Linked DNA regions of Mus musculus: regions 1, 2, 3, 4, 5 and 6 are each linked to region 7. Evidence: chromatin contacts called from public HiCAR-type, HiChIP or PLAC-seq and promoter capture Hi-C data. All regions are on one chromosome and are shown on one strand. The core of a region is the stretch at or near the end of the contact, and the rest is flanking DNA. Distances in the headings are between cores, read along the strand shown.

Region 1 (3,553 bases), core at 650-3,149, 360 kb after region 7:
AAGAGAGTTCTGACACCGTCAAATAAGCTTCCATGTGAAATAAAATTGTTCTGTGAGATAAGATTGCCCGAAGAGGGCTACAGAACTAAGCAGAGTGGTCTCTACAAGCCTAATGGAGGTGGTAAGTAAGCAGCACCACAAAAAAGTGAAGGCGAGAAAAGTAAATGTGCTTCCCAGAAAGAAATTCTCAACATCTGTGCTGGTCAACATGTTGATCGTCAGTTCTCAGGATGATTAATGGCTGAATAGAAACCCTTTGCAGCTGCAACTTGATATTGACCAACTATAAAAATACAAATATTTAGCAATTACAAAGATTTCCAGACAGTAGTATGCCAGCTATTAACTAAGGTTTTAGGTGATTAGCCAAGTGACTCACAGAATTAGAATGTTCGCTTCCTGTGTCATGTTCTGCACCACTTCATGGCTTGGAGGAAAGGAGTGTTCATTTACCAGACTCAACATAACATCCTAAATATCTAGTGATGATTGCCCCACACAGTCAGTCAAGACTGAATGTAGCAAGGTGCATAAGTGTACATTGAGCGGATCTGGTTAGAGAGAAGCCTAATCAGGTGGCACCTCCGAAACCCTAAATTCATTAGCTTTGTCATTTGTGTGGCTGTGACAAGTCAGTAAGTAACCTCTGTCTCAGCTTCCACAGCTGAAGTACAAGCAAAAGCAGCCCAAGGCTCACCATTTTTTCTTTTGTGCAGGAGTCCTTTAATTTAGCTTACAAAGCATCCAACCCAACTATGAATACAAAGTTTCCAAGCTGTTCCTCATTTCTAGGACATTCTTTAGGACCTTGAGAGAGTTGTCAGTTGCGTGTTATTTGTTACTTTTATTGAAATGCACATTTAACTACTTGATTTTTATTTCAGGCCCCAAATGTGATCCAAGCTGTCCCAATGGAAGCTGCTGGGGAGGAGGAGAGGAGAACTGCCAGAAATGTAAGTCAGTGCAGCATCAGGGCCTGAGAAACATGCCCTGGTGAGGGAGTCCACACAGTATGTGGTCCTCCACTCCTCCGCTTTGTGACTGAACAAGTACAGGAGCTTGGCAAAAGACTCAGAGTTAACCACTTCATGAGCATCAGTCTTGGAAACATCACAGTGCACAACTATCTAAGGCTTACTACGTGGGATAATTTAACCTGTCATTAAATGCAAGAAAGCCAACCACCCAAGTGTCCATGGTGACACACAGGATGCCTTGTCCCCTGATCCAATCCTCCCCGTTTTCCAGAGCCAACTAATATAGAAGTTTGACGGTGTTGCTCCACAGAGTTCATGTGTGAATCCTACTAACTTAAAAAACAAAGTTTAATTTACTTCAGCATGGTTACTGCTTCACTCAAAGAACCTGGGCGTGTGTCAGCTTCAAAATTGACTGTAGTTCATTGCCTTTGTGACCTAACTATCTCGTTCCTTTAAACACTGCCTCCTGCCAGGAGCTCTTCTTGCTATGTGCCTTCTGTATTGCCAGAAATTCCCTAGATAATATCTACTTATTCAAAAGATCTGATCAGACTTGTTTCGATTATTTCTCCCAAGTGATTTGAGATAAATGATAAAAATGTACCAAGGGGAAAGTTGTGATTATATTGTTTGGCTGACTGTGAAAGCCTAGAAGCTGCTCCCTGTCACAAAACCCATGGTTCCTCCTTTATTTCTTTCTACTGGGTGCAAGCATTCCTTGGTGTCTCTAGAAGATGAGCTGCCACTTAAACACAGCTCACTGGTAATCTTTCTTTTTCAGTGACCAAAATCATCTGTGCCCAGCAATGTTCCCATCGCTGTCGTGGCAGGTCCCCCAGTGACTGCTGCCACAACCAATGTGCTGCGGGGTGTACAGGGCCCCGAGAGAGTGACTGTCTGGTAAGACTCTGGCTACTGGGGAGTTGTGCTGCAGAGCTGTGCACGTGCTCGACATCTGACTGTGACAGCAGCCTTCATGTGGTGCACATTTTAATTAAGTGTTGTCATGGACAACAGTAGCAACATTATGAGAAATGAAGGGAGCTCTTCTTCTGTAAGACCCCCTGAGAACCATCCCAGTTACCCAGACCTTTGGGCAGTATGGCATGTGCACACCATATTTTCATGCCTCTTGGGCTGCTCCCCTCCTAATCCTACCCCATCCCACAGTGTCTCCCCTCAGACCCTCTACCTCTGGTGAAAGCTCTAGTGTTAACTTTGCAGCTGTCAGGGGTTAGTGAATGTGATTCCTGGGGTCCTTGCCAACCCAAGCAAACTCCATTAGGCTCCAGAAAAGGAAGTCCACCTAAAGGTAGAGTCTAGAGTATTCTATCATTCTGGAACAGAAGATTCTTAAATTCTATAAACTAAACCTAGCTCCAGGCATCTTTTTTTTTTTTCACCTGGGTAGTCTGGTCTGATTCAAATGGGCAGCCCGGGGATAAAACTACAAATGGAGTTCTTAGAAAGATCCAACAGCTCTCTACATGGAATCTTCTTGCTAAGATTTCTGCAGTTTGTCCATAAATTATAAAATATATTCTTATAGTGTTCTTTATGAAAGAAACCCAGTAAAAACTGAGTTTAAAAATAGTTACAGCATACTTTCCAATATCATGTGTAGATTTCATTATTACCTTTTTTTTAACCACAAACCCTAGGCTGTATCAATTGAGACAGTCAGTATACTTAAAAATGTATACTTAGTACTCATAAGAGGAAGGTGTTTCTGACTATCCTGGAAAGGCTTACTAGACATTTTTCCTCTCTAATTGAGCATGTAAAACACCGAAAACTGTCACTGTCCCACTGACCTGCAGGCTGCCTGGCACTGGGTTCCTTTCATTTGGATGCCACATCCTTGACCAGACATGTTGTCCCTCCTATGACAGGTCTGCCAAAAGTTCCAAGATGAGGCCACATGCAAAGACACCTGCCCACCACTCATGCTGTACAACCCCACCACCTATCAGATGGATGTCAACCCTGAAGGGAAGTACAGCTTTGGTGCCACCTGTGTGAAGAAGTGCCCCCGTGAGTTTGCCCTTTCACCCAACAGTCCTCATTTCCTCTTCTGTCTTATGCTAGAGTCCTGGGCAGTTTGGAGGCAGCCACTGTGCTTGCCTTGTTGTCCTGTAGGCTAGTGTCTGCCTGGACAGGTGCAAGGATGAGAACCCCACTCAGTGCTGAGCAATGGAGGCAGAGGCAGCCTGCAGCAGTCAGGATGCCTTCCTTTAAAGGGTGGCTTGACCTGCACTGATCCAGTGTTGCTGGCAGCCAGACTGTATAGTACAAACCACCTATCGCTTCACCCCAAGTCAGAGAGGAAGCTTCAGTAACCTGGAGTGTCTTGGAGCTGACTAACACAAGGTCGTGACCCTCTGGGACAACCTTTGTTTGACTCTGCATTGTTTGACTCTGCATTAAACAGACCTAAATTAGAAAAGGCAGCAGACCCACCCCCTTGAGGAGAAGAATTTAGGGCTATGGCTGGGCTCTTGGAGTATTTTGGTTTTGGGTTTGCTTTGATTTACTCATTTGGGTTCAAGTTTTATTCATGTATGATGGTACTC
Region 2 (3,440 bases), core at 717-3,216, 500 kb after region 7:
GTTGACTCCTGACCTTTTACACACACACCATGGAAGGTGTGTACCTGCTCAAATACATACACATACACAAAGACACACACACACAGACACACACACACACAGAGACACACACACAGACACACACACACAGAGACACACACACACACACAGAGACACACACACACAGATACACACACACACACACACACAGACACACACAGAGACACACACACACACACACACACACACACACACACACCTTTTCCATCAGATCAGGAGAAAGCCCATTCAACAGCAGTTCCAATCAGTTCTCAGAGAGGGAGGATGGATTCCAGTTACCAATAAACTACACCTAGCTGTTTCATTTACAAAGGAAGTTTCAAAATTCAATTATCCTAAGAGAATGCACTGAAGATGCATGAATTCCCCAGCACCAACTCATAACTCTCACCACCACAGATAAACTGTAAGCACTAGTGGAGATTAGCTTTCCTTCAGGAAAACCTTAGGGTGCTAAACAGAGATCTCAGGGCTCAGGGGATAGAGAGGGTATTTCTCCTGACTCTGTCATACATACCTCTGGGCATGACACAGATGAATGAAAGTTTCTTTCTAATTTGAAATAAAAAGTGGAACCAGGTTGTGATATGTACCATTTAGTGTCCTATGTTCATAGACATAGAACATTTTAAGGTAAAAAGAAACAGATGGATGAGCTAAAATAAAGATGCAGCTGGACCAGATTGTTCATTCCTGAAATCGTAGGGTCTGGGAGACTGAGGCAGGAGGCTTGCAACCAATTTAAGGTTAGCCTTGGAAATACATTAAGAGCTATAGAGTAAGACCCATTCTCAAAACTTGATTAACTAGATATTTAATTAACTGCATTGAGTTTTAAAAAGATAAGAGCAACACTGGCTGCTCATGTGGTTAGAAAGCTTCTTGTGGAAGTTTAGTCAGAAGCAACATTTCTGAGCGGCTTCATGAACCCACTTGGCTCCATGAAGTGTGTTTGTGCACAGAGTATTGCCCACAGGATGCCAGCAGTCCCGATGTGTGAATTCACCAGGTAAGGAGCTTTCACAACTCAAAGCACACAACACCAGCAGCACAAAGACTAGAAACAGCATCAAAATTCAAATTTTCATAACACTAAGCTATTTTTGGCATTCTCACATTTCCACTTCTGTTCTTTAAGATGATACATCTACCACTTTGGTGGACTGTTATACAAATTCATTAAGTTGTGGGTAAAAGACTACAGCCAACACCCACCGTCACCACCTGGAACCACCTTCACACCCTTGAAACAGAAGCGTAAGTGGGAGAACGCCCAAGAAATTAGCTATATTGTTTTTCTGCTTGTTGCTCACACAAACACTGGCAACCCCTAACTCTTCTACAGCCCTGTCAATTTAAATAAGAGCTAAACAGTTCTCCAAGCAGCTTTTCTAACAGAACAATTTGAGACTTTCCCCCCACAGAAGGCAATGTTTAGCTGTTGCAACGTGTTTTAAATCATGAAAAACTAAATCTGGATTTTCATCGTCCACACCCTGAATGTTCGAATTCTCAGGCTCGTAAGGGCAAACTGTGCTGAAGCCCGAACTAGATTAATTCACTTTTAAGGGGAAAAAAAGGGTGTAGGGGAACACATGGAGGTAGCCCCACCCCAGTACACTGTATGATGTAATACTCTTTCATCCTAATCTAATAGATCCAACATGGAGCATCCCTGGAAGGGATGGACAGAGAGTATGGAGCAAACACTAATCCCCTGTAAGCCCCTCTCTAAGTCCAGCCTTGTAAGTGACCTCCCTACTTACCTTCTTCACAAGGTATCCCTCCCTGATCCGCTTTGGTTCCATGCCTGGTGGGGAGACACACGGGTCCACTCTTGTCGTCTGAGGAGCTCAGTCTCCTCTGAAGGCTGAGGTGTTTGTGGGCTGCCCTTTTTACAGGGAGGTCTCTTTCACAATTTCTCTTCTGCTGGTGACTACGTGATGACATCCTTTTCCCCTCTCTGGGGTGACGAGTCAGAAAGAGGAACTAGATATCTGAACAGCCCATGCTTTCCTAATGATGGAAATAATAACGCACAGCTTAGTCAAATATTTACCCATATGTAAAAGTCCTGACCTAAAGAGAAAAAAAATGGTAAGAGATGAATAATAAAACTTTATCGCCTGAGACTGTCCTGCTTAGGAATTGTTCTTGAAGTATTGAAAAAGTACTTAATAAAATGCCAAGACGCTGTCTCCATCCCCACACTGGCATGTGGCCCAGCCAGTCAGGTGAGTGCTCGCCACCCCACACACACACCCACCCACCCTGTCTTTGTTGTCCCCACAAATCCTAGGAGTCCCAGCTGTAAAGAAAAATGAAATCATGAAATTTTCAGATGAGTGGGTGAACTGAAAAATATTATACTAACGTAACCCAGCCCTAGAAAGACAAATGTCCCATTTCCTCTCTTGTTTATGAATCCTAGATCCAGATCTTTAGATTTGAATAAGTAACTTGTAGTCATCATAGAAGTCAGGAAAGTAGAAAGAGATCATCCAAGGGGGGTGGGGGACAGTGCACTCCAGAGATGGGTTTAATGGGATACAGGTGTTATCCCTTTTAATAGGAACAAGGAAAGGGGGAAGTGGGGAACCAGCTTTAAATGGGGAGAGAAGAAGAAAGGTAATTCAGAAGTAGAGGAGGAAGAAGAGACAAATAGTACTTAGGATGTTTGGAAAAGCCCTAAGGAAAACATTATTTCATATGGTTATTTTTATAAAAATACATATATGGTGTGTGTGGGGGGCATTGAAGTGAAGTTGTGCCACAAAAGCCATAGACTATCTAACAAAAATCCCAGTACCTGGCAGGCATGGGAAACCGCCCTTCAAATTGTTGGTCAGAGAGATCCAGAAAATTCTCAAAACAATAGAATGAAATGTGTTTGTATATACCTTTAATTCCAGCGCTCAGGAGGCAGGGACAGGTGGATCTCTGTGAGTTTGAGGCCAGCCTGGTCTATATAATGTGTTCCAGGATAGCCAGAGCTACATGGTGAGATCCTGTCTCAATGAGGGGACAGAAAATATATATTATAGCCATTTGCTATTGTCCTTGGATGCCTCGCAGATATTAAAAGTATGATCCTATTGCTAAAGACAGTTCATACTTCAGACACAGGACTTGGAATATTTGAGGTAGAACTTTCCAGGAAGTCTCCTCCATGAGGACTAGTGCTCATAGTATCAAAAGGTACTGTGCAAGGTGCCCAGGGAGAAAGGCTAATCAACAATCCTTTCTGCTTTACAGCCTGTGAACTACAACAATGACCAGCCCAGCAAGATATCTCAGTGGTGCAGTAGTGGCACTTACATTTTGGAAGTAATCAACAACTGTCTAATTGGATTTAAGGCTCACATAATAGGGCAAAATTCATGCTTGGCACTGTAAACATA
Region 3 (3,436 bases), core at 790-3,289, 260 kb after region 7:
CACATGGAGGCAACAGAGAGCCAGTATGACACCTTGTATTTCCCCGGCTCTCTGAACCCTCAACACTTCCTATATGGATACAGTTCATTGCTCAACACTACGAGCTCTTTCTCTGTGTAACTCTTAGAAGGTTTGATTCCAGAAGTCTGGAAAAAGGTTGGAGACTAGGGAGGTATAAGTTGATTTTGAAAGCAAGCGACTGTGGACAAAAATGTGGGAAGGAAAATCTAGAACCAAGCCCATTATCAGGGGGTACCCACAGGAAATCTTTAAATCATTGGCTGATTTGGGAGGAAAGAAAACGGTACCCTTCTTGTTTGTGTGTGTGTGTGTGTGTGTGTGTGTGTGTGTGTGTGTGTTTGTTTGTTTGTTTGTATGTACCCCTGGACATAAAGTGAGAGACTTTCCTTTTAAGACATACTCTCCATCCTTGTTGTCTTTCTATCTATCTGTCTGAGATCATGGGGCAAGGTGTGTAAAACCCTGAGCCAAAATAAGCCTTTCTCTTAGTAAGATGATCATCTTTGATATTCGTTATAGCAGTAAAAGCTGACGGACACATCCATAAACTATGATCGGAAATTGTTTCTAAGCTATTGGAGAAAAAGTATCAGTCGGGAGAGAAATGGGGTCTTCTTGGAGCATCCTCTGGGCCCTCATACTTCTCCTTGTTGAAAGAACTGAATAAGCTGTGCTCCTGCCCCTCGCACACTCTTGTCTTCACTCCTACATGATGGTGAAGTATAAATTCCGAGTTCCCTACACTCTCAGTACTGTGTACATTATACCCTCTTCAAGGAAGGAGCATTGCACATTGGCATGTTTTGTGCAGGGTTCTCTGGGTTTACTACAGGAAGCATAGAGGTCAGATAACTTCCTCCTCCCACTTCCAGGAAATGTAAAAAGTGGGTTATGCCTCTGTGTGCTAAACTGCTTACAGATTCTCAAAGAATGAGGGTACACATGTGCTATGCTTCTTCAAAGCAGTACTGAGCCTTCCACCCACAGCACCAGTTCAGAGATAATTAATAAGAAAAAGGTGGAGTTGCAAGGCATGCAACTGTGTAATTCCTCTGAAGTTTATTTTTTCCCCATGAAAAATAAATTTCAGCAAATATGAAGCAGGTGCATCAGATCTTTGCATGTTGCTTCTTTCTTTACTACCATTTTAAATCTGGTCTCAAATATTACAATGTACTCTACAGCCTCCCTTCTTACTTTGGATCAGTGGTTTACTGAAAAACAAAAATACTGTTTGTTTTTCAGCATCAACTTAAATTTTCTGGGGTGAAGTACTCTGTTTTAACGGCAGCATGTATTTTCACAGAAAAATCTCTTATCATGAAATAGGGTCTTGTGTACGGGGCTCGAGGAAGTTTTAACCTTTGTGTAGACTTTATATTGTTAAGGAAGTATGAGGTTTTATTGGAACATTTAGAATTTAGAATTCTACTCTAAATTTCAAAAATGTTTCTCGTGTGAACACATTTACATTACACATTTATCATGAACGGTAAGAGTCAGGAATGTGGTGTTCGCTCAGCAATGACAATGGCAGGTGCTATTTTCTTTCCATCTGGTTGGCGTATCTTTAATATCTCTTTCAACTGAAATGGTCCCTTTCTTTCACAGTTACCACATCCAATGTCTTACCGCCACATGAGGACTAAAAATGTAATGAAGGACTTGATTGGTGAATCAGGAATAGAACACTTTAGGAATATGGAGGCCTGGTTCAGTACTTACCAGCTAGGTACATTCTCTTTCCCATCCCCACCCTGGAAGATATTTAGTAATATCTGAAGAAAGTATTTGAAGTCACACTGAGCCCTGTAACTAGCATCTGTATCACAGAGGCCAAGGATGCTGATGAACATTCTTTAATGGGTTGGGGAAGCATCCCTGCCAGGAATGGCTGGAGCTTGAAATGTCAGTCTTGGGGATGTTTACCTACTCATTGCTAAGCCAGGCATACCCAACAGCTCATGCTTACCCACCTTCTGTAACTTAATGATCGAGTAGGACTTTGTGCTCCATGCCTGCTGCTCCGAAGCTCATCATTGCCTTGCTGGGTTCTGCATGGGTCCAGAAGTCCCCAGTCAGCCCATAGCTTGGCATTCCTGTTCAGCTGCACTCCGGCCAACATTCCACCTCCACCTGCACCGGCTTGTTCCACCTGAAAGCTTACCAAGTGAAAGCAGGAGCCATGTGAGGACACCTTAATTATACCCACCCAGAAACTTGCTTACAGAGAGCCAGTAGGGCTCCAATGTTAGAGATTAGCTCTTGCACTGCTGAAATGAAAAGAAAAAAAAACCCACAAATTAAGTGTAAAACATGTGCTTTTCTTCTTCCTGTTATTTGCCCCCTCCTTTCTGTCTATTCAAGGGCACTACTGGGTAACAAAATCTTCCAGAGTACCAATCTCTCAGAGCTGGAGGAGGGTAGGGTGGAGTGGGGAGGGGTAAACCAGCTGGATTGAGGCCAGCTTTTCCACACACACAGAGGGCAGCTGCTCTGTTCTGAAATTGGTAGCCGCCTGCCCAAGAGTGAAAGTAGATTTGGTGTTACACAAGTGAACAGTGCCTTGCCTCTGTCTGCTTCACAGCACTTTAAAACAATGTTGTTTATGTGCATGGCCTAGAAAAAGAAAGGAAAGTTTTCTACCAGGCAAACGTCACTCCAGACATGGGTGGGGGCAGGCTGACCCAACGGCTTTCTGGACAGTCACCCTGCCTTTGGCTGTGTGTGGAGAGGTTACCAGAGTCCTGGAAGACAGCTGCATACCTCTTAGGTGTTCTCTTAGTGTTTGAGCAGAACAGGTGACCAAAGGTCCTGGTTGAATCAGAAGCCACCTTGAACAAACAAATCTGACTCTGAGCATGACTTCAGCAACACTTGCCCCTGCACTCCACTGCTCACATGCATCATGAAGCACTACAATTTCCTGACATCAGGCTGTATATGCTGATAACAGTGGCTGGTGAGCAGTAGGTGCCCAGGAAATATTTGTGGGATGAGTGGGTAAGTTCATAAAAAGATGAGATTCTTATCCAGCTTTCTCATTTAATGGTGGTCCATGGAGGGTTTGGAACTGCTGAAGAGAAAAGGCTGGCCACTGATTTACTTGGCACCATAAGCTGTGCACCTCATACAGACGTGCTGACCATCTAGAAGGAGCATACAGACATACTCACCATCCAGAAGGAGCATACAGACATTCTTACCATCTAAAAGGAATATATATATTCTGACCATCTACAAGGACCATACAGACATACTCACATCTAGAAAGAGCATACAGACATTCTGACCATCTAGAAAGAACATGCAGATGAGCTGCACAGCTGGCATGGCATTCTGTGTAGTTCTGTAGCCAGCTTAAAAAACACTGTGTGTATTGTATGTCTGTGTACACGAATGTGTGTGTTGGAGA
Region 4 (3,490 bases), core at 403-2,902, 320 kb after region 7:
ACTAATGCAAATTCATACTGCGGGTTAGAACACTCCTCTAGTGTCTCGTGTGTCCATAGAAGGCTGGTGAGGATCTAGGACAAAGCAGAGAGTTGTCCTTTCCACAAGTGAGACCACTTCTTTTTTGTTTACTTTTGACAATCAAAGTAATGCTTACTTCATAGAAGCTCAAAAATTATGGAAAAATATGACAGTGTTAAAATTTATATAACCTTACATCCCACAACTCAAAATTAGTATAGGACCTCCTCATTTTTGCTTAGTAAATAGCATGAGAATAGTTGTCTAAGGAAAATGTCAACAAAATAAGAATCACACATTGGAAAAGTAACTCAGAGCTGAGTTCTTCAGAATTAAATTCTAGAAATTTTCTTATTTTTTTTCTCTTTAACTTCCTGTTACTGTTTGTGCATATTTTCTTGCAGAAACAGAAATCTAGCTAACTCTTTTGATAATATCCTGTATTTGGGTGTGTGGATAGCCCGTACTATGCCTGTCGTGTCTTCAATTCTCCCATATTTGGCACATTCCTTTGAAAGGCCTGAATGAGCACTCCCAATGTTGCATGTTTATGTAGTGAGGCCAGCTTCTGTGGGTAGCTGTGGGAAGTGAAGACTATTGTTAAGTGATATGAAGTGCTTTGTAGAATCTGATAATGTGTAGTTAAGAGGGACGAAGATCAAGTGCTTGAGATTTGTGAATAACAGTGGAAAGAACTGAGGGCTGTGTGCTATGACCAGAGGGATGGGGAGGAGGCTGCATCTTCACCCTCCTGTGGAACTCTTTCAGAGTTCATCTGGTGCTGGTATAAGAGATGGTGAGTGAGGAGAAATATGATGGTCCAACAAGCAACTTAAAGTCCAATGGCGTTGACCTCTACAGTGGACAACAATCATACCAAATGCATGCGGCTTTGTCATAGAAACACGGCGGCAAGGTCCTGAAGCTTGTGTTTTAATGATGAAAGCAGAAATGTAGATGGAAGGATATAACCGGGGGACCCATGCCAACACTCACAGATCTTTCATTCCCCTAGATGTGCAATTTTTTTTCTAACGAGAAACTTTGCATAGTCATGATAATAAAATAGAATAGCATGATAAACCTTGGCTGCAAAGAAAGCAATAGAAACAGCATTTAATAAGCTAGACATCACAGGTCCACAGGGTGGATAGGTTGCCTTATTTGGCCATAAATTCCCTCACCTTGGAACTTAGACAGCGCACATATTAATGGAACTTAGACAGGGCACATATTATTGCATAGAGAAGAGTTATTATGAGATCTGCAAAGCTGCTTACGTATCTTTCCACCCAACGTACTGATGTGACCCAAACAAAGCTTACCTGCATGTGCTCACACTCTCTCCGAAAGACTACGCAAAGGTTCTCGCTAGAAAAAAAAATGTATATCTAGGGGAATGAAAGATCTGTCAGTGTTGGCATGGGTTCCCAGGTAATTGGCTTTAAGCAAATTTTGCTGTTGGGATAGAGCCTCGCGATCCTGAAAATAAATAAATAAAAAACAAGGGCCTTTCTCTGAAGTGGCAATGCTAGCTGCCGGCTGGAAGCAAATCCTGTGTCAGGGACGGCACTGAAGCAAGACAGGGCAGGTTCTAAGGCAGTGATTCAGTGGCCTCCTGCTTTCCCATGTGACTCATTGTTAGTCAGAAAGTTACCTTTGCAGAGAGACTGGATAGCATGTCAGCTCTTAAAGTGATACTCGCTCTGTGCTTAGGTGTGAACCTGGGTTTCCCATGACAAATTTAAGACAGGTTACTGCTCTTAGATTGTGTTCCTTTTCTGGCAATGGAAGTCTGACCTGTGAAAGTCTACAGCAAACGAAAAGAAAAGCATCCTCCTTTCCAAAGAGCACTGACAGAGTTCTAGACCGCTTTGTAAAGAAAAGGGGAGCAAGCTCCTTCCTGGTGGGTGGGGCACATCAGCTATGCAGTGTCTGGGCCAAAAGACCTTTTCCATTGAGCATGATCACCCAGCTAATCAGATTTGAAAGTGCTTTCAGGCTTAGGATAAATGGGGAAAATATTCCAAAACATATGAGCATTCATCGCAGAAGTAAAACATTCTAAGATATTATTGTGGGGCAAGAAAGAATCTTACAATTCTTAAGAGAATTTCAAAGGGTTTCCAAAAAGACCTTTTAAGGTTTTTATTTTTGTTTAATTTGTGAAACTCATTATTTAAAGCTGCACATAATATACTCCCTAGTATAATATATTTCATGGTATAAAATTTTGGACATAATGTCCACGATATCTTCTAGTCTGTATGTTTCTATAAATGGGAATAGAGTCAGAAAGAAAGAGGGGGGTAGAAGGAGAGGGAGAGGGAGGGAGGGAGGGAAGGAGGGAGGGAGGGAGAGAGAGAGAGAGAGAGAGAGAGAGAGAGAGAGAGAGAGAGAGAGAGAGAAATAGAAGGAGGAGGAGGGGGAGGAGGAGGAGGAGGATCCTGGATTGGACATAGTCTTTCTATGAAACAGAGTAAACAACAAAACAGAAGTATTCTTTCGAATTGTTGTGTTCAAGGTTGTTCACTCTTCCGAGGGCCATCTCCTTCAGCGTTGGATAGCCCGAGCACAGAAGAAGGAGCAGGAACAGGTTAAAATCAGCCTAAATACTTTGACTTACATCAACCTCAGTGATTTGCAAGCCCCCCCACTTTTTTTTACATCTTAAATGTCTTACAAATATTCACTCATCTATCATTGTCTTAGCATGTATCCCAAACCAAGACTGTACAAGACCGCCGCTGAGAGGACAAATTCAAAGTAAAGCGGCCGTCTCATTCTGTAACCTCCGTGTTTTCCTGCCCTTTCCTCTTCCCATCTGGAAGTAGAATTGCAAATACTGCTTTGTATGCTTTATTTCTAACTGGTTTCAGCCTGCTCTCCTTTCTTCTGCCTCTCACTGGCTGTCATCCACTAGACTGCACATGACCAGCTGGCCCTTGGCAGATCTTGGGCCCAGGTGTGAAGTAGCTGGAGAAGCATTCTGAAGCCAGGATGGGAGTGATTTCATTTTCCATTGATGCTATGCAGAGATGAAGGGGATTCAAGTGCCTCCTGAAAAGCTTCCTCCAGTGAGTGGAGTTTTGGGGGGTTTCCAGACCTGCAACTGCTTTTATTCTTGGAAGCATCGTTGTTGCCTTTTCCCTCTTCCATTTATATCCCAGGAACTGATTCGGAAACCATAGAAATTGGATTTGGAGTTGCTGAATGCTAGCAGACAGCTGACTGCACTCTTCCCAAGAAATCCTGCCAGCTGGGGAGGCGGGGGGAGGTATGCAGTGCGCCCGCTCTCTCTTGGCTGCTGGGGCTGGGTCCTCTCACTCCAATCCAGTCACATCTCACAGCACTAGAACTAAAGTGTTTTGCTTCATTCTTTAGACATTTTGTGGTTTGGGGCTCAATCAACCAGGATATGATTTCCAATCCACCATAATCAGTTTTGGAGCAGCTGCCCAAGTAGGCA
Region 5 (3,723 bases), core at 524-3,023, 390 kb after region 7:
GAAGTTCTTAAAAACATAACAGCTCAACTTCCACAAAAGAGAGTCCTCTTAAGAATGGGGCATAGCTCGGTGCAGAATACTCACTTACCATGTAAGTCCCTTCATTCCATTTCGGCTATACACAAACATACTACACAGAGAGTCTCTAGGAGTTTTGCCCAAACCAAAATGGGATTACGATTTCAGTGAACTTTCAGTTCACGCTGGAAGTTTGAGTGTCTTCTAAAAACTACCCTTCTGAAAGAATGATAGTGCCCACCGTAAACAGCAATTCTGAATACATTTCTGAGGTTTGATTGTCTCTTAAGACAGTTTTCTATGTAATATTAATCATAATTTCAACCTGTTACTTGTTGAATTTTGTGCTGTTGTATTTTGCTTAAGGTTATTTTGACTGGCAGTCTTTCCACATTTGGGGCAGTTCATTCTTTGCCTGTGGTACCTCTGTTTGGGAATTCTCAAGGAAACCTTATTGTGCCATATAGAACTAGCCAAGTGGTAGAGTGTATGCCCCCAAAGGGGAGGAACATAATGTTTTCCCAGGTGACGAGGAGAAAACTTTGCTCCTGGCTTAGTGGCAATATATCTCAGTATTAACGCTGTTTTACTTCTATACGAGCAAAGAAAACTTCCCAGATGCATTTAGTAGCTCAGAACAAACTAAAGTCTCAGCATTTCAAAGTAGGATGCATTACCCCACAAATACCTTAGGTGACCTACAAAAGCGACCAGCTTCAAAAGTTTTGTAGACATTGGTGATTATACACTTTCCCTGTCTGAGCTAAACTGTCAAGAAGATTGAAAGTGAAGAAGGAAGGAAGGAGAGGATGGTGGTAGTTAGGGAGGAAACCAGTATAGATTGGTAAACTATAAGAGAACTATACTTTTCTCACCATTTATAGACAAAAGTGGATTCTCTTCTGTACATATAACCTTTGGAACTCCCAGGGACTGAGATTAGAGAGTGCTTCAATGTACCCACTGTTCTTATCCACAATGGGCCAGAAAGAAGGACTCATAAGATCCTTCAAAGCACACATCTCAAAAACGCACAGCACAACAGTGCCCATGTCAAAAGGACCAAAGAGTTGCTTTATTTTGATTTTTAAAAATCTTTTCCTTTTATCATTTAAAGTGAAAAATATATAACTACATTTATGTAGTAAACATAAACTGGCCCCTTGACTGCAAGGATCAGAGTGAGGATCGAACACCGTGCACACTTGCTCACACGTCTACGATGCTTTTTCTGCACTTGAAGCTAAAGCACAGAAACACTTCCCATCTGTCTCCCAGCTCCTCTCCCTCCTTGCACAGGAAAATGAGGAGGCCACTAAGTCTGGGCTTATCTTTATCGTGGTTTCTAGAGCAGCACAGAAATGGACACTGCAGTAGCCTCTCTGAACTTTGCCCAAGATATGTGAGATATACAGCCCTTGGGAGAGCAGTCTTCAAATGCCACTGTCTACACTCAGTCTTTTTTTTTTCCTCTGCAACAGAGTGTTCCATAAAGACCTTTGATATCCCTGTGAGGCAGATGGCTAGGCCAGCTTTATTATGCTGAAGCTCCACTCTTCAAAATCACTTTTTAAACTCGGCTGTTCAAAATCCATTCTCGCTGTCCTGTAGCAGTGAGACAAAAATAAATATGTTAAACTCAATAAAGAAAAGAGAATCAGGAAATGAAACTTCCAAGAGATCCCACTGGGGTCAGTGCTGATATTACTATTTAGATTCGGAGAGTTCATAAGCAATATCACAGCTCTTATCTGTAGCAACCAGTTAAACTATAACCCAGTTGGGTTCTGAGATGGCCTCTTGAACTGCCTTGAAAGTGTGTGGCAGAGTGAAGTGGATGGAGTTGAGTCTAGGTTCTAATAGATCTAATCTCTCCGTCCCCAGTTTACTTCATGCAAGACCCTCACTGAACTGTCTACCTTAGAGCATTGCGAGCTCTCCTCTGGCTTTTCCAAGCTTTTTTTTTTCCTGAGGAAACCTAAAGCCGAGATGTTCCATGTTCCTTTACAACAGCCCTGTGGATGTGCTGAGCTTGGGGGGGGGGGGAGTTCTGTTGATTTATCAGACTCACACAATGACACTGATCTCTTGACAAACCACCAAGTGCTAGACTTTTGTTGCTTTGATTTTGGTAGCACACAGGCAGCATTGGCCCAGCTGACAAATTTCATTGAGAGGCCACAGCAGGGGAAGGTAGGGCTAATCCCCAATGTGGCTGGAGACTGAGAGCTTGTCTGGGAAGCAGCCTGTTCTAGATCAGATCCCTTGGGTCTCTAACAAGTTAGCCCTGTAGGTACTCATCCAGAGAGACCACTGCACTGTCAGTAGCTGCTGTGTCCTCAGCACTTGGCACTGCTGCTATCATTCAATTGCTCTTTTTTTTTTTTTTTTATCAAATGCTCCACATGTGTCTCATGAACCAAATCTGTGCGGAACATTTTATTGCTGTTTCAGACAGAGTCTTAAATAGCCCAGACTGGCCTTAAATTCGATGGTATCCTTGAACTCCAGCTCCTCCTGGCATGCTCTGATTACAGGCATGCACCACCACACCTAAGTCTGTTAAACAGTTAAAGCAGCTAAATAAGAGTCAATACTGGTAGTAGAATGCAGTTTGAAGTGAGCTCTCTAGTCTTCCTTGTAAGCGTGATAAATGGACAGAAAGCAAGAAGATTTAGACAAAAGCAGAGGAGGAAAGACAGGGGGTGACTGGTCCTCTGCATAGAGACTGTATGTGACTTGTCCCACACAGTAGCTTCCAGTGTGAAGAAAGAGTGAAAGGCACCATGGAGAAGAATAAAGACAGCAAGGATAAGAGATGGCAAGGATGGGGGAGAGGAGAGGAAAGAAAGGGGCAGGACTGGAGAGAGAGGCAGGGGGAGAAAGGCAGGGAGGGAACCAATGAGGACATCCTACCTAGAGAAGGCTAAGTGTTAGCACTACTCCTTTCCTAGTGGGGAAAAGTTCGTCATATTCAATATGTAGAGACCTTACTCTTATGAGATACAAAGGCTGTAAAGACTAGGACAGAGTAACAGCTCCATAACTCAGAGAGGTGGCTGGGACTGAGGAAGGAGGCAGCTTCCGGAGCTCAACCAGACAAGAGAAAGAGGCAGAGAAAATGAGCTGTGTGTTTGGAAGTGTTTCTTTGGCTTCTGCTCCTTCTTGTCCTTTCACTTCCAATCCCTCTGTGAATCCTAATTTGGAAGTGCTAGTCCAGCGAAGAATCGGCCAGCATCCTCTTGACTAGACACAAGTACTCTTCACCTTTATTGCCTTGCACGTACAAATCTTCAAAAAGAAGCACATGAACTGAACAGCATCTAAAACATGTAGTTACTTCCTAATAAATACAATGAAGAGGAGGACATTCATGTTCACAAGAGGCACGGACAGTGATTGCATTTTCCAAGAAAAGAAAGATAGCAAGGGTTTCCATAAGGGAACCCAGTGCTGGGTTTTTGACGGTGTTCTTGTGGAAATCTACTTTCATAAGATGGCCGGTTCTGCTCTTAAGGGGAACATTATTTCACTGGATAGGCCAAGTCAACAATAATCTTTTATATAATAAAAGGTGCAAAAACAAGCAGACAGTTTGCCTGAAAGTTTCAGGGGTGAACCTCATCTGTAGGTATACCCTGAGAGTGTATCCAAGTGGAGGTGCTTCCATCGTTGCGAAAACACTAGAACAAGAAGAGCTGGCTA
Region 6 (3,423 bases), core at 281-2,780, 420 kb after region 7:
GAGCATGGGCATTCTTTAGTTTATTTAAATATACTTCTTTCATTTCTTTTGATTTCTCTGAGATTTCTCCTCACTCATTCTCACTATGCTATTACTGTTGGATTTGCAATTTTAGGAAGAGATATGTTATCTTGGATGTTGTAGTTATTTTGGTGATATATATATATATATATATATATATATATATATATATATATTCATTATGTTACTACTACTTTGGATGTTATACAGTTGGTATTACATCTTTATTTGATCTACATTGTTATCATGTATACCTCTCAGTTGACATATTTGGAGTATTTATGTAGAACTCAGACGTGGTCACATTTATTATTGTAGTTGAAAGGTAAACTCCTCAGATTCCTCTGACTCTAACAGTTTTCAGGTGGTGCTGTGTGCAAGAAGAGTAAAGGAGAGCTGTCCTGATAAGTGTGAGTCCTTTCTTGGTGGCTCCCTGGACCCGGAGAAGTACATTCTATGATAACTTATTTTGGTCCTGCAGGTCTAATGACTGAGGATACATACTTCCCTTGACAGTGCTGGTGTTTGTTTGGTTTTTTTGTTTGTTTATTTGGCAGGTTGTCAGGCTACAGGGGAGAAAGCTTTCAGCTGAGCTATTAATCTGAATTTTCTTCCCTACTCTTTGTTTGATAAGTTAATCTAAAGACCTTACACTTAAAAAAAAAAAGAAAAAAAAAAAAAGAAACCACTGTGGCTTATCTTCCAATTTTTAACATTGTACAATGCTTATCCCCGACAGTATGTAAATTTACCTATCTCTGTGCATGCACACACAATCTGGAGACATCCAAAACAAATAATGTCAATCATTAATAGCTGAGAACTCTAGTAAGAAGAGTGAAAATACTATAATAAAGTAGCAAGATGGGACTTTACTCTTTATTTTATACTTGTAATTGGTTGATTTTTTGTAATATGTGCTATTTTTTTAAAATGTAATGGAATAGCATGAAATATAAGTCACTTAAATACCCTTTCCCCTTCACTTGTCACAACTATACATGCAATAATTTCTTGTTTAATTTTCTGTTCTGATCTCTCTCCTCAGAATAGAGTCCTAAGAACATTGTCTTTAGGACTAAACTATCACTGGAAAATAATTCCATCTGAAGGAACCAGGAAGGTAGTGAGCATAATGTCCAAGTTCTTGAGATGAACAAAAATAGAACAGGTAGACATAGAATGCCTTACAATTCTTACAAGTGATAATGTAGTAGTGAGCCCTGACTTCCTTAGTAACTACATACTCCTCACAGCAGATACACTCTCATAGTGCTCGTGACAAATGTCCTAAATCAAGTTGGTGTCTGGTCCACTGAGTGGTGAACATTCTCTTCCTGTTTGCAGGACCTTTTGTGTGTGCAGACTTAGGAAAAAGAAACAGCACAAATGTTCTCTGTTTTCTCTTGGTACAAACACACTAATCGAATCCTGAGGGTTTCTAGTGGTTTGAATATGGGAAGTGGCACTATTCGCTGTGGCCTTATTGGAGGAAGTATGGCCTTATTAGAGGAAGTATGTCATTGTGGGGACAGGGCTTTGAGGTCTCAAATAAATGCTCAAGTCTGGCCAGTGTGACACTTTGTCTCACTGATTGCCTTTGGATCAAGATGTAGAACTCTTTGTTCATCCAGCACTAAGTCTGCCTGTATGTTGCCGTGTTTACCACTATGATGATAATGGTCTAAAACTCTAAAACAGTAACCGAACCCTAACTAAATGTTTTTTCTTTAAGAGTTGCCTTGGTCATGGTGTTTCTTCACAGCAGTGGAAATCCTATGTCCGAATTGGTACCAGCACTGAGGTGCCACTATCATGACCTCAGCTACTTCACAAACATTTGATTCTCACTTACCATTACATTGGGATACTAGGACTTCAACACATGTATTTGGAATAACACAAATATTAAGTCTATTTAGACAGGCATTTTTCATTTTATGTGCATGAAATCAGGAAAAAATAAAGGACTTTTTAAAGTGTGTATTACTATATAATTTAAATGGCATCCAAATATAGCATAGAATTTCTTCTTGGCTGTAGGGATACCAGGAATGTCAACATTCTACTTTAAGTGCATTCTCTCCTCTGTAGAGAGCAATATCCTGTAGAGCTGGCAGGGGCAAAGAACAGAGTTTAATCCAAGGATGGGTGACTGGAAACCAGGAACTGAATCTGTGCCCAGCTGAAGGAGTTCATCTACAGAACTAGAAAGTAGATTTGGTGAGAAACTGCATAGCATCTGGGAAACGATAGCAAAGATCACTAAGCAATCTAGATAGGTGTGAAGTAGAATTTCTGGTTTCATTGGAGACTCAGTTGTGTCGTGTGGTGTGTACATATAATCCAACAGACAATGAACGACATTCTTACATTGGTCCACCTTGATTTCTTTGATGAGCCCTGAGAGGACATGGGGCAGCTACTGCCTCCACTGCTCCAGGTCACTGCTATGTTGCTGCTGCTGGTAGTAGTTCCTGCTGTTGCTGCTGCTTGTTTCTGCTATTGTTTGCTGCTTTTGCTATTGCTGGATTGCCAGTTTGCTGGATTGCTGGTTGGAACTATCCTGATGATGAACATTGGATTTGCTCCTAGGAGTTTAATGCCCCTAATCATCAGGAAGAAGTCTATGCCCCCTTTCCCCTCTATCATTCTATCTCACTGATCTAGTGTTCAGTGGTCAGAAAGGCTTGAAGTGTAGATGGGTGGTGGGTAAAAGAACCTAATAAAAAAGCCTAAAACATAGGCCTTCAGGGAGGTTGTTCAGTGGGTGGGTTGTTATGTTTTTGCACCCACCCACAAATGATAATTCTTTGTTTTTCATTTTCTGAAACATTCCCTTGGAGTGTCAGCCAGGTTAAAACTATGTGCTCATATCTTGTTACTGGAAAGCTTTTACTCAGTCAGTCCAGTATTATTTCTCTCAACAAATATTACTGAGGATCTGCTAGGGGTCTGGAATTGTGTTAGACCCTAGAGATTTCACTGGGACAACGGTAGTAAGTGTCCTGCATTCCTCTTAGTTTGAAGACATTTTCTGTCTGATTGGGTGTAATGAATGTTGGCTCTTTCAAAGCTTTCATAACTATACTTTTATTCCCATGTGTTCATTATTATTGAAATTTTCATTATATGTGTTTTTCCTATACTGAAGGTCTCCTTCGAATCAAGGACTATACCACATTAGTCACTGTATTTCTGGTGCCTAGAATGGTAATCAGCACATCATGAGTGTTCAGTAATGGCCAAGGGAACCAAACTTTGGTGTGGTCCTGATGTTTGGCTCCTATTTCATTTAGCAGCCAAACCCTCCTCTTAGATACAGGATGAAATGGCACCCATAGCACTACCATTATGGAATTATACTGTCAATGGCCATAGAGAAGAGCTTCTGTAAGTTGA
Region 7 (3,253 bases), core at 688-3,187:
ACAGAGGCAGCACAGTCCTGAATTCAATTCATAAAGAAAAAAGCTCTTCCAAGTTCATAAAGAAAAAAGTTCTTCCAAGCCTAAATTTAGAGTGGTTTTATGATATACAAGAAAGCACGAGACTCAAACAAGCGAGCACTGATCTTACCAATGTTGTTATCCTCCCTGGCAAAGGATCATACACTCATTAAAGGATTCTCTCATTACAAGATTAAGCAATAACAGCCCCCTTTCCTATCAACTACATTCATCTAACTATTCCGGCTAAGAAACCAAAAAATAGTTACGCTTAATACTACTTTTTAAAGTTCAAACTATTGAAAACTTAGGATCTACTACAACAAGTTCCAACTATGGTGTAACAAGAGCCTAAAATGGAGGCAAGAGTACACTCCAATCAAGTTGCTGGAAGTCATGCCCATATAATATATTTAAGTAAAAGTAGATTTCTTGGGGTGGGCAGACAGATGAATATTCCAAACAACAAAAATTGGCAAGATTCAGATTCTGCAAAGCCTTCAGCTAAATGTTTAGGTTTGAATATTTTGAGGTTCTTTTGAAACTCTATTAAGAATACAACGACTCTGAGAGCCACTGGTAACGGAGCCACAGTATTTGTACTCCATTTCCAGGTCTTAGAAGTCAGATGATAATTACACTCTCTAGCTAGAAAATAGAAGCCCTGCTGGGTCCCAGTTTTAAGCCGTGAACAGTGGACAAATAGCTGAACCACTTAAGGTACACACTAAGAAATCAATTCACAGCCTGATACAGAAAGCAAAGGGACGCCTGTTTTCTCGGTGTTTCATTTAGCTGTTCTTCAAATCCAACAGCCCTAAAACCACTAGACCAACCACTGCACTCGCTGTTAGAGGAGAGCACGAGTCCACTAAGACTTCTCGATGCTGACTACTGATCAAACACTTTTACTTTAAATTTCGACACCTGAACACAACTTCACAAGAGGTTCAAAGCATCAGGCTCTGGAAGCCACAAGAGACAATGAGTTCACCAACAGTGTGAGGATGTTCAGGCAGGGGATGTTCAGGGAGAAGGCTGAACCCTAGATCCAGACGCTAAGCTCTGAGTTCGTGAACTTTTGGAAACCCTCCTCCTTAGAGGTCTTGACTGGCTAATTCCATCTGAGGCTACGTAGGTAGAACCTGTGCCTGGATTTTGCCCTTTTCATAAATGAATGGCTCTCTGTCCACCTGTCCATCAGCGACCCGGCTCAGCCAACTTGTCCACAGTTCTGCAGCTTCCAGGTCCAGCTCCTGGCCTCCAGGCTTATCAAGGACGTCCTCGTGACCCCAGCCCGTGGCCCCTTCGCCGCCCCTTTCCCCGGGGGTTCCTTTGATCTCCACGACCCCCAGGCCCGCTCATCTCGCGCCCACTTAGATCCCGGCCCCAATCATCCCACCGGACGCTCGTACCTCCAGTTTCTTCACCTCCCCTGGTCCCTCCGTGTCCCTGGCCTCCCATCCCGCGGCCCCTTTGTGCCATGAACCCTAGACCAGCTTTCCCCTACCTACCACTCATGAGAAAATCCTTACTTACTGGATGGCGGATTGAGAGCGTAGAGACACGTAGCTCAGGAGAGAACCGAGCCCAACGGAACCGGAAGCTGGCAACCCACAGCCCGCCCATTCCTCCTTTCAATTGGCTCTTCACGCAGAGACGTCACTACGCCGGCGCAGTGCTACGTGTGTTTCTCCCGGCTTCCCGAGCAGAGGCCGACCTGAGCGATTCGGGTCTCTCCAGCTGAACGGGCGGGCGGTGTGGGATCTTGGTTCCCGATTGTTCGCCTCCCGGTCTCGGGCGCAGCCTCTCCAGCAGCCTCTCCAGCAGCCTCAACGTAAATCCACGAAGTGTCGCTAGTTAGTTAGTGAGTGAGTGTCTGCGCTACAGCTATGAGTCTCCCCGCTGCGCATGCAAATAATGTCACTGATCAAAAATGAAACAAACATCTCAGTATGAACGACCTAATTCAAACTATTCTCCATTCCCGGAAAATGACTTTCTGCTTATTATTCATGGGAATATAGAGGGAATTAAGACCGCCTACCTAGAACTTTCTTGTCCCCAATGAGGAATTAGATGTACTGCTGGTACTAACAGTCTCTGAGTGCAATACATTTGACATTTCTGAGTTAAGATTTGTTGCTTGGATAATCTTGATTGGCTCTATCAGTAGGCTTTGAAGAGTTTTTACTTCATTTCACGTGCAACCTCGGGCAAGTACTGTGAAACAGATTACAATACTTTGCTTTCATATGGAGCACAAACCATAATTCTACCATTAGTATCTAAAAGACCTATAAAAATTTTCTTCCAATCACTAAAAAAGATACAGCAGGTTTGCAAGTGTCATGAAGCACTACCTTGAAACATTAGTTCTTTGCTATTTGAAGGAGTTGTTTTTGTATATTCAAAATGAGCAATTAGAGTTTCTTTTTTTAACTCAGCTTGCAGCCATATATTGGGAAGTGACAACTGTCAATCTGGCATAACTTGGCCTTTGGATATAAAAGGGGTTAATGCAGCTACTGTATTATAACATTCTTATGTTTTTCGTGGTTGTTTCAGTATAAGTACGCATCTATAAATCTATCACTTGAGAATAGGAGGTGTGTAGATGTTCCAGGTCACCCTTAGCTACATAGAAATTTGAAGGACAGCTTGGGTTATATGAAAAACGTCTCAAAACAAAACAAATATATATATACACATTCAAGCCCAGGATTAAACACTGCAAAAAGATAAAACAGGAGAGTGATTCATATATTAATGATGTTTAAAGAAACACAGAATCCATAAGAATTCAGGAGAAGTGGAACTGAGTAAAACAAAAAAATATGATTTTTAAAACCACTAAAACAGGGCAGCTAAATATAGGTGACAAACTTCTAGCATACTGTGAAGGATTATCCAAATTAGGTTACTTACTGGCTGGGTTTTTGTGTCAACTTGACACAGCTGGAGTAATCACAGAGAAAGGAGCTTCAGTTGAGGAAATGCCTCCATGAGATCCAGCTGTGGGGTATTTTCTCAATTAGTGATCAAGGGGGAAAGGCCCCTTGTGGGAGGTGTCATCTCTGGGCTGGTAGTCTTGTGTTCTATGAGAAAGCAAGCTGAGCAAGCCAGGGGAAGCAAATCAATAAGAATGATTGGCCTCTCCATGGCCTCTGCATCAGCTCCTGCTCCCTGACCTGCTTGAGTTCCAGTCCTGACTTCTTCAGTGATGAACAACAGT

What was found. Promoter capture Hi-C pulls out the DNA fragments that hold promoters and counts their contacts. HiCAR-type assays count read pairs that join an accessible place to other places. HiChIP or PLAC-seq counts read pairs in DNA pulled down with a chosen protein or histone mark.
Region 1: a promoter capture Hi-C map of neural stem cells shows a contact between it and region 7. The contact joins the enhancer-like site here to the promoter of Sec61g in region 7. A contact is called at or near these places in 14 of 39 promoter capture datasets (the 3T3-L1 cell line, 3T3-L1-derived adipocytes, cranial neural crest and 8 more), 2 of 484 Hi-C or Micro-C datasets (Th1 cells and nephron progenitors), 17 of 115 datasets of contacts at active chromatin or transcription factors (astrocytes, bone marrow-derived macrophages, embryonic limb bud and 6 more) and 3 of 9 other capture datasets (adipose tissue, liver and pancreatic islet).
Region 2: a contact with region 7 is called in an H3K4me3 HiChIP or PLAC-seq map of bone marrow-derived macrophages, with 10 times the contacts expected there. The contact joins the promoter of Plek here to the promoter of Sec61g in region 7. A contact is called at or near these places in 9 of 39 promoter capture datasets (the 3T3-L1 cell line, the C10 cell line, HPC-7-derived erythroid cells and 6 more), 8 of 484 Hi-C or Micro-C datasets (B cells, the Ba/F3 cell line, the G1E-ER4 cell line and 4 more), 14 of 115 datasets of contacts at active chromatin or transcription factors (the 230-238 cell line, CD8 T cells, bone marrow-derived dendritic cells and 10 more) and 3 of 9 other capture datasets (adipose tissue, liver and macrophages).
Region 3: a contact with region 7 is called in a HiCAR-type map of astrocytes, with 2.1 times the contacts expected there. The contact joins the enhancer-like site here to the promoter of Sec61g in region 7. A contact is called at or near these places in 1 of 39 promoter capture datasets (pre-B cells), 5 of 115 datasets of contacts at active chromatin or transcription factors (astrocytes, bone marrow-derived macrophages, embryonic stem cells and 1 more) and 1 of 9 other capture datasets (adipose tissue).
Region 4: a contact with region 7 is called in an H3K27ac HiChIP or PLAC-seq map of stem cell-derived neural progenitor cells, with 5 times the contacts expected there. The contact joins the promoter of Egfros here to the promoter of Sec61g in region 7. A contact is called at or near these places in 3 of 39 promoter capture datasets (embryonic stem cells, liver and pre-B cells), 9 of 115 datasets of contacts at active chromatin or transcription factors (astrocytes, bone marrow-derived macrophages, embryonic stem cells and 4 more) and 2 of 9 other capture datasets (adipose tissue and pancreatic islet).
Region 5: a promoter capture Hi-C map of liver shows a contact between it and region 7, with 5 times the contacts expected there. The contact joins the enhancer-like site here to the promoter of Sec61g in region 7. A contact is called at or near these places in 8 of 39 promoter capture datasets (the HPC-7 cell line, cancer-associated fibroblasts, cranial neural crest and 4 more), 1 of 484 Hi-C or Micro-C datasets (liver), 16 of 115 datasets of contacts at active chromatin or transcription factors (the 230-238 cell line, bone marrow-derived macrophages, embryonic stem cells and 9 more) and 4 of 9 other capture datasets (adipose tissue, liver, macrophages and 1 more).
Region 6: an H3K4me3 HiChIP or PLAC-seq map of bone marrow-derived macrophages shows a contact between it and region 7, with 5 times the contacts expected there. The contact joins the enhancer-like site here to the promoter of Sec61g in region 7. A contact is called at or near these places in 19 of 39 promoter capture datasets (the 3T3-L1 cell line, 3T3-L1-derived adipocytes, the C10 cell line and 13 more), 1 of 15 datasets of contacts at CTCF or cohesin (large pre-B cells), 18 of 484 Hi-C or Micro-C datasets (the C2C12 cell line, CD4 T cells, CD8 T cells and 13 more), 37 of 115 datasets of contacts at active chromatin or transcription factors (the 230-238 cell line, SST interneurons, VIP interneurons and 24 more) and 4 of 9 other capture datasets (adipose tissue, liver, macrophages and 1 more).

The regions. Positions count from the first base shown.
Region 1 is chr11:16,866,347-16,869,899 of GRCm38.p6, forward strand. It overlaps Egfr (epidermal growth factor receptor), which reads left to right. Exons shown (of 28, transcript NM_207655.2): 5 at 885-953; 6 at 1,762-1,880; 7 at 2,873-3,014. Among named protein-coding and RNA genes, the nearest start is that of Egfros, 37 kb to the left of the region's middle. Within about 2 kb of position 1,900, at least 13 of the 459 cell types and tissues checked have an H3K27ac peak or open chromatin away from gene starts, as enhancers often do. A contact at or near this core is called in neural stem cells, where this site is marked.
Region 2 is chr11:17,006,752-17,010,191 of GRCm38.p6, forward strand. Plek (pleckstrin) reads right to left here and starts at 1,967. Exons shown (of 10, transcript NM_019549.2): 1 at 1,806-1,967. The coding sequence starts at 1,847.
Region 3 is chr11:16,767,317-16,770,752 of GRCm38.p6, forward strand. All of the region lies in intron 1 of Egfr (epidermal growth factor receptor), which reads left to right. Among named protein-coding and RNA genes, the nearest start is that of Egfr, 17 kb to the left of the region's middle. Within about 2 kb of position 2,040, at least 86 of the 459 cell types and tissues checked have an H3K27ac peak or open chromatin away from gene starts, as enhancers often do. A contact at or near this core is called in adipose tissue and astrocytes, where this site is marked.
Region 4 is chr11:16,829,098-16,832,587 of GRCm38.p6, forward strand. It overlaps Egfros (a long non-coding RNA gene), which reads right to left and starts at 1,653. Exons shown (of 3, transcript XR_003949851.1): 1 at 1,347-1,653. The region is part of intron 1 of Egfr (epidermal growth factor receptor); the gene reads left to right.
Region 5 is chr11:16,899,423-16,903,145 of GRCm38.p6, forward strand. The region is part of intron 20 of Egfr (epidermal growth factor receptor); the gene reads left to right. Among named protein-coding and RNA genes, the nearest start is that of Eldr, 50 kb to the right of the region's middle. Within about 2 kb of position 1,774, at least 23 of the 459 cell types and tissues checked have an H3K27ac peak or open chromatin away from gene starts, as enhancers often do. A contact at or near this core is called in adipose tissue, hepatocytes, intestinal crypt epithelium and 2 more, where this site is marked.
Region 6 is chr11:16,930,856-16,934,278 of GRCm38.p6, forward strand. No RefSeq gene overlaps it. Among named protein-coding and RNA genes, the nearest start is that of Eldr, 19 kb to the right of the region's middle. Within about 2 kb of position 1,531, at least 26 of the 459 cell types and tissues checked have an H3K27ac peak or open chromatin away from gene starts, as enhancers often do. A contact at or near this core is called in bone marrow-derived macrophages, where this site is marked.
Region 7 is chr11:16,506,547-16,509,799 of GRCm38.p6, forward strand. It overlaps Sec61g (SEC61, gamma subunit), which reads right to left and starts at 1,938. Exons shown (of 4, transcript NM_011343.3): 1 at 1,558-1,938. The coding sequence starts at 1,647.